Linked DNA regions of Mus musculus: region 2 is linked to region 1. A link is a contact called in public Hi-C data. All regions are on one chromosome and are shown on one strand. The core of a region is the stretch at or near the end of the contact, and the rest is flanking DNA. Distances in the headings are between cores, read along the strand shown. Region 1 has its middle 160 kb from the start of Gm14062. Region 2 overlaps Gm14061 (a long non-coding RNA gene).

What was found. A called contact is a pair of places that touch in the nucleus more often than the background predicts.
Region 2: a contact with region 1 is called in a Hi-C map of adipose-derived mesenchymal stem cells, with 2.8 times the contacts expected there. The contact joins two enhancer-like sites.

Annotation. Positions count from the first base shown.
Region 1 is chr2:138,038,464-138,044,566 of GRCm38.p6, reverse strand. No RefSeq gene overlaps it. Among named protein-coding and RNA genes, the nearest start is that of Gm14062, 160 kb to the right of the region's middle. Within about 2 kb of position 3,641, at least 52 of the 459 cell types and tissues checked have an H3K27ac peak or open chromatin away from gene starts, as enhancers often do. A contact at or near this core is called in adipose-derived mesenchymal stem cells, where this site is marked.
Region 2 is chr2:138,670,610-138,677,496 of GRCm38.p6, reverse strand. All of the region lies in intron 5 of Gm14061 (a long non-coding RNA gene), which reads right to left. Among named protein-coding and RNA genes, the nearest start is that of Gm14061, 93 kb to the right of the region's middle. Within about 2 kb of position 1,611, at least 14 of the 459 cell types and tissues checked have an H3K27ac peak or open chromatin away from gene starts, as enhancers often do. A contact at or near this core is called in adipose-derived mesenchymal stem cells, where this site is marked.

The DNA.
Region 1 (6,103 bases), core at 2,392-4,891:
CTCTCCCTCCCTCCCTCCCTCCCTCCCTCCCTCCCTCCCTCCCTCCCTCCCTCCCTCCTTCCCTCCCTCTCTTCCTTCCTTCTTTCTCTTACTAACTAACTTTCTTTCCTGAGACTTCTCCCAGAGAGTTGATGAATTATATTGCTTCTTTAAAATCAACCTCACATTTACACAATGGAGTACTACTCAGCTCTTAAAAACAATGACTTTATGAAATTCTTGGGCACATGGATGTATCTGGAGGATATCATCCTTAGTGAGGTAACCCAATCACAAAAGAAGTCACTAAATATGCACTCACTGATAAGTGGATATTAGCCCAGAAACTTAGAATACCCAAGATACAATTTGCAAAACACAAGAAAATCAAGAAAAAGGAAGACCAACGTGTGGACACTTCATTCCTCCTTAGAATAGGGAAAAAATACCCATGAAAGGAGTTACAGAGACAAAGTTTGGAGCTAAGACGAAAGGAGGGACTATCCAGAGACTACCCCACATGGGGATCCATCCCATAATCAGTCACCAAACCCAGACACTATTGCATATGCCAGCGAGATTTTGCTGAAAGGACCCTGATATAGCTGTCTCGTATAAGGCTATGCCAGTGCCTGGCAAATACAGAAGTGGATGCTCACAGTCATCTATAGGATGGAACACAGGGCCCCCCAAAAGTGAAGCTAGAGAAAGTACGCAAGGGCCTGAAGGGGTCTGCAACCCTAACAGTGGAACAACAATATGAACTAACCAGTACCCCCAGAGCTCGTGTCTCTAGCTGCATATGTAGCAGAAGATGGTTTAGTCAGCCATCACTGGGAAGAGAGGCCCCTTGGTCTTGCAAACTTCATATGCCCCAGTACAGGGGAACGCCAGGGCCAAGAAGTGGGAGTGGGGGGTAGGGGAGCAGGGCGGGGGGAGGGTACAGGTAACTTTCGGGATAGCATTAGAAATGTAAATAAAGAAAATATCTAATAAAATAAGATAAATAAATTAAATACAACCTCTGGGACTGTAGAGAAGGCTCAGTGGTTAAGAACACTGGCTATTTCAGAGACCCCAAATTCTGTTCCCATAACTCATAGAGTGGCTCACACGCATCTTGAACTACAGTTTCAGGAGATTTGATTCCCCTTCTAACACCCTCCTGCCAGGCTCCTGTGTTCACACTGTATGCACACAAACACTCAGGCACGCACACATGTATATAAATACAATAGGTATTTTTTAAATAAATAAAAGGTGATTCTTCCAGAAGTTACAAGAGGATGAAGTTGAGAGCACATGAGGTGGTGCATGCGTTTCCCTTCTATTGGAGAATTCTCTTTAACAATGCAATTAAATGGGTAGATAAACACTGACCCTCTCATGTCTACTTCTATCTCTGCCTATATCTTTAAATTTTCTACCTATAACAATTGCAACTCAGAGATCTTTGTAAAAGTTTATGTCAGATTCCCCTCTTGGTTAAGCTCAGGGTTCGGCAAATCATAGCCCATGTGTCAAATCTAGCCTATAGCTTGCTTTTATTAATGAAGATTTATGGGAAGAGAGACCTCATTTGTTTATATACTACATGGAGTTATTCTGCACCATTGTGCAGGTGACTGGTCCCAGCAAAGTAACTGTACATCTATAAGGTCTTTCCCAGAAGATAAATGACTTACAGTTTAAACCCTCCCTTCTTGAGACTTTCAGTCTTGAGTCCTGGTAGGAAGAGTGGATGGAGTTGTCAATCTGAGTTGGTAAAAACTGTGCATTTTCATCATGACCAACCGGGAGATTAACATTTTTTGAATATACCAGTATCTTTACCTTTTATAAAATCAAGAATAAACACTATTTGAATCAAAGGAGAACTCATAAGACGCTCCAGAGAACTTATTTTTCTAAACCTTTATTTAAAAAAAAAATACAGTTTGAAAATCCTAAATAAAGGGTAAATATAAAAGTAAAAGAAGAATACAAATAAAGCTGGAAAGGTGAATGGAATTTAAAAAGTAAAAAATATTCAAAGATTTTTCATTTAAATATGCATAAACTATAATAAATTTTATCTACAAAAATTTCTAGGTCTTTGACCCCAAAAATTATTCTTTTATTTATTTTTTCCCAACCCAGAGTATTTTGATTAAAATTCTTTGAGACCTTGTTTTTAGAAGAAATCCCCAGACAAAAAGTTACTAATGTCTAGTTGATGATGTGAGAAAGTGTGTACAGAAATCTGCCAATACTGGGATACACAGCAAGTCTCACTGCTTACATGCACAGAAGCCAAGAGTTTTGAAAAATGAAAGTGCTTTATTGCAGGTTGGTCCATTGGGAAACAAGAGCAAACTCAAATCTGTCTCATGGATGAACTAGAAGCAAATGAAAAGATGTTTTCCTATCTTGCAGGAAGGAGAACTTCATAATGTTGGTTTGAATTGGGGATTTTCCATCCATAGAGTTGGTGTTAATTGGTAAATTTCCATTCTCAGTCATTCTGGTCCCTTCTGAAGCTTTTGATCCCATTCTCTGTTTCTGATTTAACTCTGCCAGGTCTGATATTTGCTTTCAGGCTCTGCTTGTTGGATTATTTTGTTCCTTCTTCAGATTCTCTTCATCCATGGAGATTTTTACTCCAATAAGCTCTCAAGGTCATATTGGGGGCATGTCCTTTGTCAACTAGTTGCCTCTAGTAAAGTGACCTCAGAGGACAAGAACAGCGAAGAGGTCTATTCTGAGCCATCAGAAATCACAGCAGTTGGAGGATGGGTAAAGCACCCAAGTGAAGGGCACCAAGAACTTCTACTATATGTACCAGTGTTTACTATATATACCAATGTTTACTATATATGCCAATGTTTACTATACGTACCAATGTTTGACAACTTAGAAGAAAGAAGTCCTCCAGCACAGGCTGCAATGTAGTTTAAAGTTGTTATTCGTGAAGCAAATATTTGATGTTGGAGGAATAAAGAAACTGTTTTTGCATAGTGCAACACCAGGCTTTCTAAGAAAGGAAGATGTACCCAAGTACAGTAGTTAAACTTTATCACAGAGGTATAAGCAAAAACATTGTGTCTCCAGACAACTAGTGCAACTGATCACATTCTTGGAGTATGTGAAAAACTAAAGCCACAAGAATCTGATATCACTGATTCAAAGTTCAAGGCTAACATAAAAGGATGGTGTCATGGTTTAAAGCAATATTTTGAAAGAAAAGCACGTATTTTTTAAAAACTTATAGATGTACATTTTACAGTATATATAGCCTTAACGTTTCAGGAAATATGGTACCAGACAATAACATATTTGTTTTAAGGAGAAATTATATTGAAAACCACCTGACAAATCAAGAAACGTAGATGATAAATCCACCAGGAACACGTCATATTTTATGCTACTGAGAGCTCAGTAGAATCCTGGGAGAGGCTTGAGAGTAGACCGGACTTTAAATAACTCCAAGGGGGAAACAGGAAAGCAGGGGCCTGATTTTAGATCGGATTTTGTCAGGATATTGGGATACATTTATCTAGGAGTTAGAAAGATTAACCTGAACTAGGCCATAGTTGGAAAAGAACAGTGACTCACAGATGTGAGAGGGGGTGGCTTAGTCATTGTCATTGTGCTTAGGCAGTACTGTAGCACTTAGTCACTGTCTTGGTGCAGAAGTGGCCTGGGCTCTGTCTTTTTCTGGATGTAATGGTGACGTGGCCTCTGGTGAGCACTATTTACTTTCAGGTGGCACCAGCAAGGCCAGCTGCCGTAAAGTATGTACGCAATTCACCCGACTGGAAGTTGAAAGTTAAAGGCCTAAGTTGTGTCTCGGTGTGTGGGAATTTGTTCAGTTTTTATAACCTCTCTGAACTTCAGCTTCCTTGACTATGAAACAGATCTAGTAACACATACTTAAAATGATGAGTGAGAGCATAAAGCTGGAATTAGGGACGTAACATGGCAAGCATTCAGAAACATGTTGATTCACTTCTCTGACGGGACAGGGGGTGGGGGACAGGCTGCTGAAGCATCCTGGGCCTCGCTTGATCAGGAGCTGGCTGTGTGGGAACAAAAGTGATTTGTGCTCCTAGATGTTTCTGCGATGGCCAAGCAAATTCCCAAGCAGAATAGTTATGAGGATTCACACAGCTGGAATTGGGAGTCTCCAGATACATCTGAGGTCCTGCTCTTCCCAAAGTAGAGTCGGAGCCAAACATTCCTGGCAAGTGATTTGTTACAGAAGAGTTCCCTGGAGAGATCTGCAGAGGATTGTGGGAATTAGTCTAGGGAGGGGAAGAATGTTATTCGACGCGTTCTCACGACCGGCCAGGAAGAACACCACAGACCAGAATCTTCTGCGGCAAAGCTTTATTCTTACATCTTCAGGAAAAGAGAGCAAGAAGCAAGAGAGAGGGAAAAGCAAGAGAGCGAAAAAGCAAGAGAGAGAGAAAACGAAAACCCCGTCCCTCTTAAGGAGCATTCTCCTTCGCCTCGGACGTGTCACTCCTTGATTGGCTGCAGCCCATCGGCCGAGTTGACGTCACGGGGAAGGCAGAGCACAAGTAGTCATAAGATACCCTTGGCACATGCGCAGATTATTTGTTTACCACTTAGAACACAGGATGTCAGCGCCATCTTGTAACGGCGAATGTGGGGGCGGCTCCCAACATCTCCCCCTTTTTCTTTTAATAAGAGCAAATAGGCCACCCATATTAATGAGAGTGGAGATAGAGGTCAAATCCCCAGTGTGTAGGTAAAGGAGCCATGTACAGGATTAGCTCTTAGGCTCACAGGCTTTTACCCAGAGCAACCCTGACCTGCTCCCGTGTCGTTTTGCCTGGGGGAAGGGAACTAGGACACTGAACCTTCATGAAAGATGACATGTCTCCCTAGAATAGGCTCATATATGCCGCAGAGCCTTTCCATTGCAGTGCTTAGCCTTGCAACTCTCTCGGGCTGCTGAAGCACACTCACTCTATCTCGTGCAATGAGACTAGCCTCGTGAGATATAAGAGCTGAGTGGCCAGCGACCTATTGCCTAAGCATAGATATATCAGGGGAAGCTCCATGTTCTAGTCCTGCAAGCGCCTGGGCAATAACCACCTTGTCTCTCCTAGTTTAGGCCCTAAGCTTACAGACCAATCAAAGAAGCAACACCAATCCACAGCAAAGTGTATCTCCAAATAATATTAATCCCACCCATTTTTTAAAGAAAGAAAATGCTGAGGAGATCCAATTGGGTAATCCTTTGGTCAGGGACAGGTCCAAGCGCGTGGAGTTGACCTGAATGATGGCAAGCCTCGAAGGGTCTGTTCAAATTCAGCCATCCAATTCTGTAACATATACTGAAAAAGACTTTTTGACAAATTAGCTGCCCTAGTAAATTTAACATACTGAATGGAAATAACACACAATCCCGGAAACTTTTGTTCACATCCCTGCTGAGTTATTTGTCATAATACATCTAGTTGTATCTGGACAAGATCTATGAGTTGATTAACCAGCATGAGACCTCTCTGTATCTTGACATTAACTGAGGCCTGTTCATCTATGACTGTAGTCACTGAGGCTGACAAAGTGTTAATGGTGTCAGTCATCTGGACCTGTCCAGACAGAGCCAAGGCTGTCTGAATTAAGGCCAAACCCAGTTCCTAGTTAGTGGTAAAAAAGCAGGAGAATACTTGAGCATTATACATCACCGTCATTGGGAGTGGAAATGTCGACATTATCCCCCAACGCTGCTCTCTCTTTATTATTGACGCCCTGGACATCACCAAGACGAGGGACATTAGTATTCCCTTGGTCAGTCTGGATTTTTCGGGTGAGTCTTTCTGGTACCCAAAATGGGTTGTCTTCATTCTGTGGGAAAACACAGATAGCTCCCCTGGATCTTATCAAGATAGGATCCGGGCCATACCATTTATTATCAAGGACATTTTTCCATTTAACCATCTCATTGGGCCTATCTGGCTCTGAACAATGACGTTCAGCCGCAGTATGGCCATGAGCATCAATATTTAAAAAATTGAGTGTAAAGAGTGCCAAAGACACCGACACTCTTGGTGCTCGGGGTACAGTCTCCTCAAAAGTTCCCCTCTTCTGTTTTATAAGATAGGCTTTGAGG
Region 2 (6,887 bases), core at 362-2,861, 630 kb before region 1:
GAGACTGTGTGGGGAGGAGCTGTGGGATGTAGAGCAGTTGGAGGATGGATGGGGTGGGGAATGGAATATGGAGTGTAAAAAAAAATGAATTACAAATAAAATTCAATTTTAAAAAAGAAGAAGTAAGATTCAAATGTCGTGCATGAGTGGCTGCAACCTGATTGGGAGGGATGAAAGGTTGAGAAATGTGTTATTATTCCAAGTAGGAAGAAGAGAATTCGAAGTCAGTACTTCATGGAAAGGAATATTCTAAACATTAAAGTAAGTGGAGTTTGAGAAAGAAGGAATGGCAGACATGGGAGTGCACATCAGTAATCCTGAGGCTGAAGCAAAAGGACCAGGGGTTCAAGGTCAGCTGAGGATACACAGAAAAACCCTTCCGTAAGAAGAAAAAGAAAATGGAGAAGACCAAAAGTCATCATTAAAAGAAAATATAGCAAGATGTACAGCCCTGCCTAAATTTGACACATATTCATTATACGCCAACTCTACCCATTCCCTGATGGGTACTAAGCCTCTCGCTAGGCAGCACAATGATAACTCACCACCCGGGTCCTCCCACCTGAGTCAAGGTGGAACCTCCTGAAAAGCCTGTGATGGTTTGTTTTAAACATTACTTTAGTACAAGGTAGAATAACCTGGGAAATGGGGTCTCAATTGATGGATTATGTAGATGGACTGTGTGCAAGCATGTCTATAGGGAACTGTCTTGAAAGTTAACTGACCCTTCCCACTGTGGGCGGCACCATTCCTGAGGCTGAGGCTGCACTCTGAAGGGTAGAAGAGAGAAGCAGTAACTGAGTAAACAAGCAGACCACACAAGTAATTTTTTTTTTCTTTCAGCTTTACAGTATATATGATATGACTAACTGCTTAAGTTCTTACCTTAACTTCCTCTCAGTCTTGTATTGTAACCTGGGATTGTGTGTCAAATAAACTGCCCTCCCACAAATGTTTTTAATCAGAGTGTTTTATCACAGCAAGAGCAATGAAACTAGAACACTATCCTATAAAAAAAAAATTAATTTTCACTTTCTCTGTGTCTCTCAGTCTCTGTCTTTCTCTATCTCTGTATCTCTGTCTCTCTGTCTCTCTCTCTTTCTTTCTCTTTCTCTCTCTCTCTCTGTCTCTGTCTCTGTCTCTCTCGTGTGTGTGTGTATGTGTATGAATGTATTTAATGTGTTGGGTAGACTTACACAGGGCTGGGGGGGGTGGGGATGCTCACATATAGATCAGCTCACATGGAGGCCTGAAATTAACCTTGAGTGTTTTTTCTTGTATTGTCCATCTTGATTTTGAGGCACATTATTTTAGTGGCCAACTCAGCTAGTAGACTAGGTTATCTGACAGTGATTCCCAGAGACCCATGTGATTCCATTCCTCCAATGCTGTTATTACATATGTTTATGACCATGCTTGGCTTTTTAAGCATGAGTTCTTTGATCAAACTCATATCCTTGGGGTTGCATGCATACACTCTTGAAACTGAGCTATCTTTCTCAGCCCAATGTTTCCTTCTTTTTCTGACTATTAGGCAAGCAAACTGACTGACTCAAGACCAACCTGTGGGAGGCTGGACAAGCTCTCAACCAGAGTGGACTCTCCACAACTTAGATGGAATGAGACCCCTGAGCCAACTCTCAGGCAGCCAAGATTCTAGTCCATACTAGTAAGACATTTCGCAAGATATTTCACAAGCTTTGATTTCGAATGGATTTTTTTCTTTGTTCCTAAAGAAGACTGAGTTTGGGGAGGGTTAATGTCTTCTCCTATGCCCAGCTCAGAGAAAAACCCATGCCTCACTTATGGACCAAGAACTTTTCTGCTCTGCTATGTTGTCTTTTGCTGTTAAAGTAGTGTGGTTTAATTTCAGCCCTCTTACTTAATTTCTTTGCCCATTTTTAAGGCCCATAAAACAACATTCTTTTTCATTTGCTAGAAATTACCCACCACATATCTCTCTTAAGTAAACATCTAGTGGAAATTTTTCACCTCATGAATTTTCATAACACACCAAATTGAGTCACACCCTCTGTGTGTGGGGAAAACTCTCCTCTGGCACTCGTTTGCTTTCCACTAACAAAGTCAGTACTAGCCAACATTTATTATTAATGTTGCATGATACTTTCATGAAGAAGTAATACTTGTGAGGAAATAGATGTTCTAGTTGATAACAAAATAAATTGTGCCTGTGGGAAAACAGTCTACTCAGACTGAAAAGTGACTGCAAAGCTAAATGGATGGTGGCTTGCACACTCAGTGTCCACAGAGAAAGTAACTTCCAATGTATAAGTGACAATGACCCCCAGAACCTATTTAACTGTCTATACATGATGATAGAAGTGAGCAAGGTCTACTCATAGCCCTGTCTTTATAGGGACAACTGAACAGTGTACATCTGAAGCATCTAGCCTGAAAGGACCCACAGCATACACAATCAATATGATGAAAGGAAGGAGGTAAAGAGGGCATCAGCCAGGAAAATGGTGTAACAAATGTTCTAAGTGCAATAGTTACACATTTACCTGGCCCTAGATGAGAATTAAACCATCATTTAAAGGAGAGAAAATCACTCATAAAGGAGGGTGATGGAGCCATTTTTGGCTGTATGCCCAGGAGTGGTATAGCTGGGTCTTGAGTCAGAACTCACCCACATTTTCAGAGAAATGATGAAATTGATGTTCAAAGTGATTTTCCAAGTTTGCACTCAGAAATGGAGGAGTGTTCCCTTGGGTCCATACCCTCACCAGCATGTGTCTCTTGAGTTTTTGATTTAGACATGCTGGTGCATGTAAGGTGGAATTTCAAAATCATTTGATTTGCATTTTTTGATGACTAAGGATGTTAAACATTAATTCAAGTAACTCTTGTCCATTAGAGATTCTTTCATTGAGAATACTCTGTTTAGATCTGTAACACATTTTCAAATTGGTTTGTTGATGGCTAGTTTCTTGAGTTCTTTATATATTTTGGGTATCAGCCCTCTGTAATTTGTAGGGCTGGTGAAGATCTTTACCCATTCTATAGGCTTCCATTTTGTCCTTTTGATGGTGTTCGTTGTCATACAGAACCTTTTTAGTTTCTGTGATCTCATTTCTTAATTGTTGATCTTAGAACCTGAGTTATTCAGTTCATAAAGTTGTTTTCTGTACCAATGCATCCTAGGCTATTCTCCACTTTTTATGCTATTAGATTTAGTGTATCCAGCCTTACATTGAGGTCTTTGATCTACTGGGACTTGAGTTTTATGCAGGCTGGTAGATCTGGATCTATTTGCGTTCTTCTATATACAGAAACCCAGTTATCCAGCACCATTTGTTGAAGATGCTTTCTTTTTCCACTGTGTAGTTTTGGTTTCTTTGTTAAAAATAAAATGTCCATATATGTGGATTTGCTTCTGGATCTTCAATTCAATTTCATTGATCAGCCTGACTATTTTTAAGACAATGCCACGCAGTTTTTCTTACTATTTATCTGTAGTACAGTTTGAAATCACAGATGGTGATACCTCTAGAAGTTCTTTTATTGTTTTAACTATCCAAAGTTTTTGTTTTCTCATGTGAAGTTGAGCATTATTTTTTCAAGATTTATAAATAATTGTGTTGCAATTGTGCTAAGACGTACATTGAATCTGTAGATTGGTGCCGGTAAGACATTTGCTCAACTATGTTCATAGCATCTTTATTGGTAATAGGCAGAAATTAGAAACAACTTAGATAGATATTCCTTAACCAAAGAATGGATAGAGAAAATATGGTACATTTATACAATAAAATATTACTCAGCTATTAAATACAATGACATCATGAAATTTGAAAGCAATTGAATGGAACTAGACAATATCATCTTGAATGAGGTAACCCAGACCCCAAGGGATATTCATGGTATTTACTCATTTACAAGTGGATATTAGCCATAAAGTATTGAATAGCCATTTTACCATCCACAGACCCAAAGAAGCTAAGTAACAATAGTGCCCAAGGGAAAATGCTTGAATCTCCCTGAGAAGGGGAAATGGAATAAATATCAGTAGTGGATGAAGGGATGTGGCTAGATGGGGGAGCAAGTGGGGAAAACAGAAGGGATCAAGTGAAGGGAGGACAGAAGCAAAGAGTACTGGGAGAGAGAACTAAAATTAATGTAATGGGGGCACATCTCTGGGACAAGTTAGAAATCTATGGCAATGGAAACTCCTAGGAACTTATAAAGGTTACACTAGTATGACTCCAAGCAATGGAGGATATGGAACCTGAAATGGCTATTTTCTATAAGCCAAAAAGACTTCCAATGGAGGGACTGTGACACCAAACCAGTCACAAAACCTTAGACCCACAATTTGTCCTGCATACAGAATGTGAAGAGGTAATGATGGAATAGAAATTAAGGGAATTGCCAACCAATAACTAGAGACCCATGCCATGAGAGAGAGCCTACCACTAATACTATTAATGATATTCTGCTAAACTTATAGATAGATGCCCAGTCTAACTGACATCTGAGAGGCTTTATCCAGTTTCTAATGGAAACAGATGGAGAGACCTACAGCCAAACATTAGAAGGAGCATGCAGAATAATGTTAAAGAGGAGGAAGAGGTCAAAGACAAGAAAACCCTTCAGAATCAGCTAAGCTTTGCCCATAGATTCCCACAGAGACTGAACTGCCAAACAGAGAGCATGCATGGGATGGACCTAGACTCTCTGCACATATGCAACAGTTGCAAAGTTTGGTCTTCATGTAGGACTCCTAACAGTATGATCAGGGGCTGTATCTGACTCTGTTGTCTTCCTTTGGATCCCTTTCCCTTGAGTGGACTTACTTGCCTTGCCATAGTAGAAAATATATCTGGTCCCACTGCAACTTTATATGCCAAGGTGAGTTGATATCCATGGGAGGCCTCCTCTTTTCTGTGGAGAAAGTGGGGATGGGGGATTGTGGTGTGGGGAAGAGGGACTGCGAGGAGAGGAGGAAGGGGAATCTGTGATGGGGATATAAAGTAAATAAATTAATTAATAAAACAGAGAGAAACTAGGCTGTTGGTACCACATATTTAGAAAGGAAGACAAGAGTACATAACAACCCTGGGAAACGTGGTATTTGACTCTTTGGAATTAGAAAGCACAAGTACAAGAGAAGAACAACCAGAAAGAGTTAACTTTGTGTACTGGTATTCTCCAGTAAGTCATATTGTTCAAAAACCAACGCTGCATGAAAATACTGACATGCTGCAGTCTCTCAAAGTCATGCAGGAACTTAATCATGCAGGGATGCTCCCAAGAGCTTATTCAAGGTTTGAGATTTGCTGAGGGAACCCTCAGGTGGAGTCATTTGTAAAAGTCTCCTTTCCTTTTACATAAGAGCCTTATTCTGGAGGAGGAAGCAGAGAGGGAAAGAAGAAGGCAGACAGTGGAACAGAGCAAAGGAGGTGGTGAACGAGGGGAGGAGTGAAGAAGAAAACTGAGGGAGATGAGGAGCTGGAGGTGGGTACAAGCAAGGGATATGATACCATGTGTGAAATTATCAAGCGCTAAGTAAATTATAGTTTAAAGGAAAAAAAGAGAAAAGAAGAAAAAGGAAAGGAAGAGGAAATAAAGGGAGGAGAAAGGTAGCCAGGCAGAAAGGCTGTCAGCAGGCATGGAGAACAGAGGGAAAGCAGCCACAGACTTCTCTCAGGGGAGATTGCCCCTTCACACATGTTGACACATGCTAAATGCTTTATATCAATGCACTTCCTTTATTAGCACTTCTAGCCAATGCTCCAGCTAATCACCTGTCTTATTTTACTTTTTATTGCTGTGATGAACAACAAGACTAAAAGCAAGTTAGGGAGGAAGGATTTTATGTCAGTTTACATTCCTAATCCAGCCTATTATGAACAGGGGTCAGAGCAGGAACTCAGCATAGAAACCAGGAACTGAAGCAGAGGCTGTGGAGTGTTCTCCATTGGCTCATCCCTCATGGCTTGCTCAATATGTCTTCATATATAACCCCAGATCACCTACCTACCTGCCTGCCCGGTGGCGTTACTGCCATCGGGGACAGGCCCTGCCACATTGATCATCAATCAAGAAAACACCCACCACAAAGTTTGCTACAGACCAGTAAAATGGAAGCACTTTTTCAGTTTAGGGTTTCTCTCGTCAAATAACCCTTCCTTGAGTCAAGTTGACAAGAAGTCTATCCAGTTTTAATTTTTTTTTCTGCCCATAATGGCTGGGACCAGTTCAATTTATTTAGAGATTAGTGTTCCTCTTTTTTTTTAATTAGGTATTTTCTTCATTTACATTTCCAATTCTATCCCAAAAGTCCCCTATACTCTCCCCGCCTACTCCCCTTTTTGGCCCTGGCGTTCCCCTATACTGAGGCATATAAAGTTTGCAAGACCAATGGGCCTCTCTTTCCACTGATGGATGACTAGGCCATCTTCTGATACATATGCAGCTAGAGACAGGAGCTCCAGGGGGTACTGGTTAGTTCATATTGTTGTTCCACCTAGGGTTGCAGTTCCCTTTAGCTCCTTGGGTATTTTCTCTAGCTCCTCCATTGGGGTCTCTGTGATCCATCCAATAGCTGACTGTGAGCATCCACTTCTGTGTTTGCTAGGCCCCAGCATAGTCTCACAAGAGACAGCTATATCAGGGTCCTTTCAGCAAAATCTTGCTAGTGTATGCAATGGTGTCTCTCTGACATCTCCATGGAACATGTGCATACTTGAACATCGAGATTCTTTTCTCAGCTTGCCTGGTCTTCTTCTCATGATCACACACACACACACACACACACACACACACACACACAAACACAGAGAGAGAGAGAGAGAGAGAGAGAGAGAGAGAGAGAGAGAGAGAGGCACACAGCTTAGTGTTTTTCCCAGCCTCAAGAAAACAAG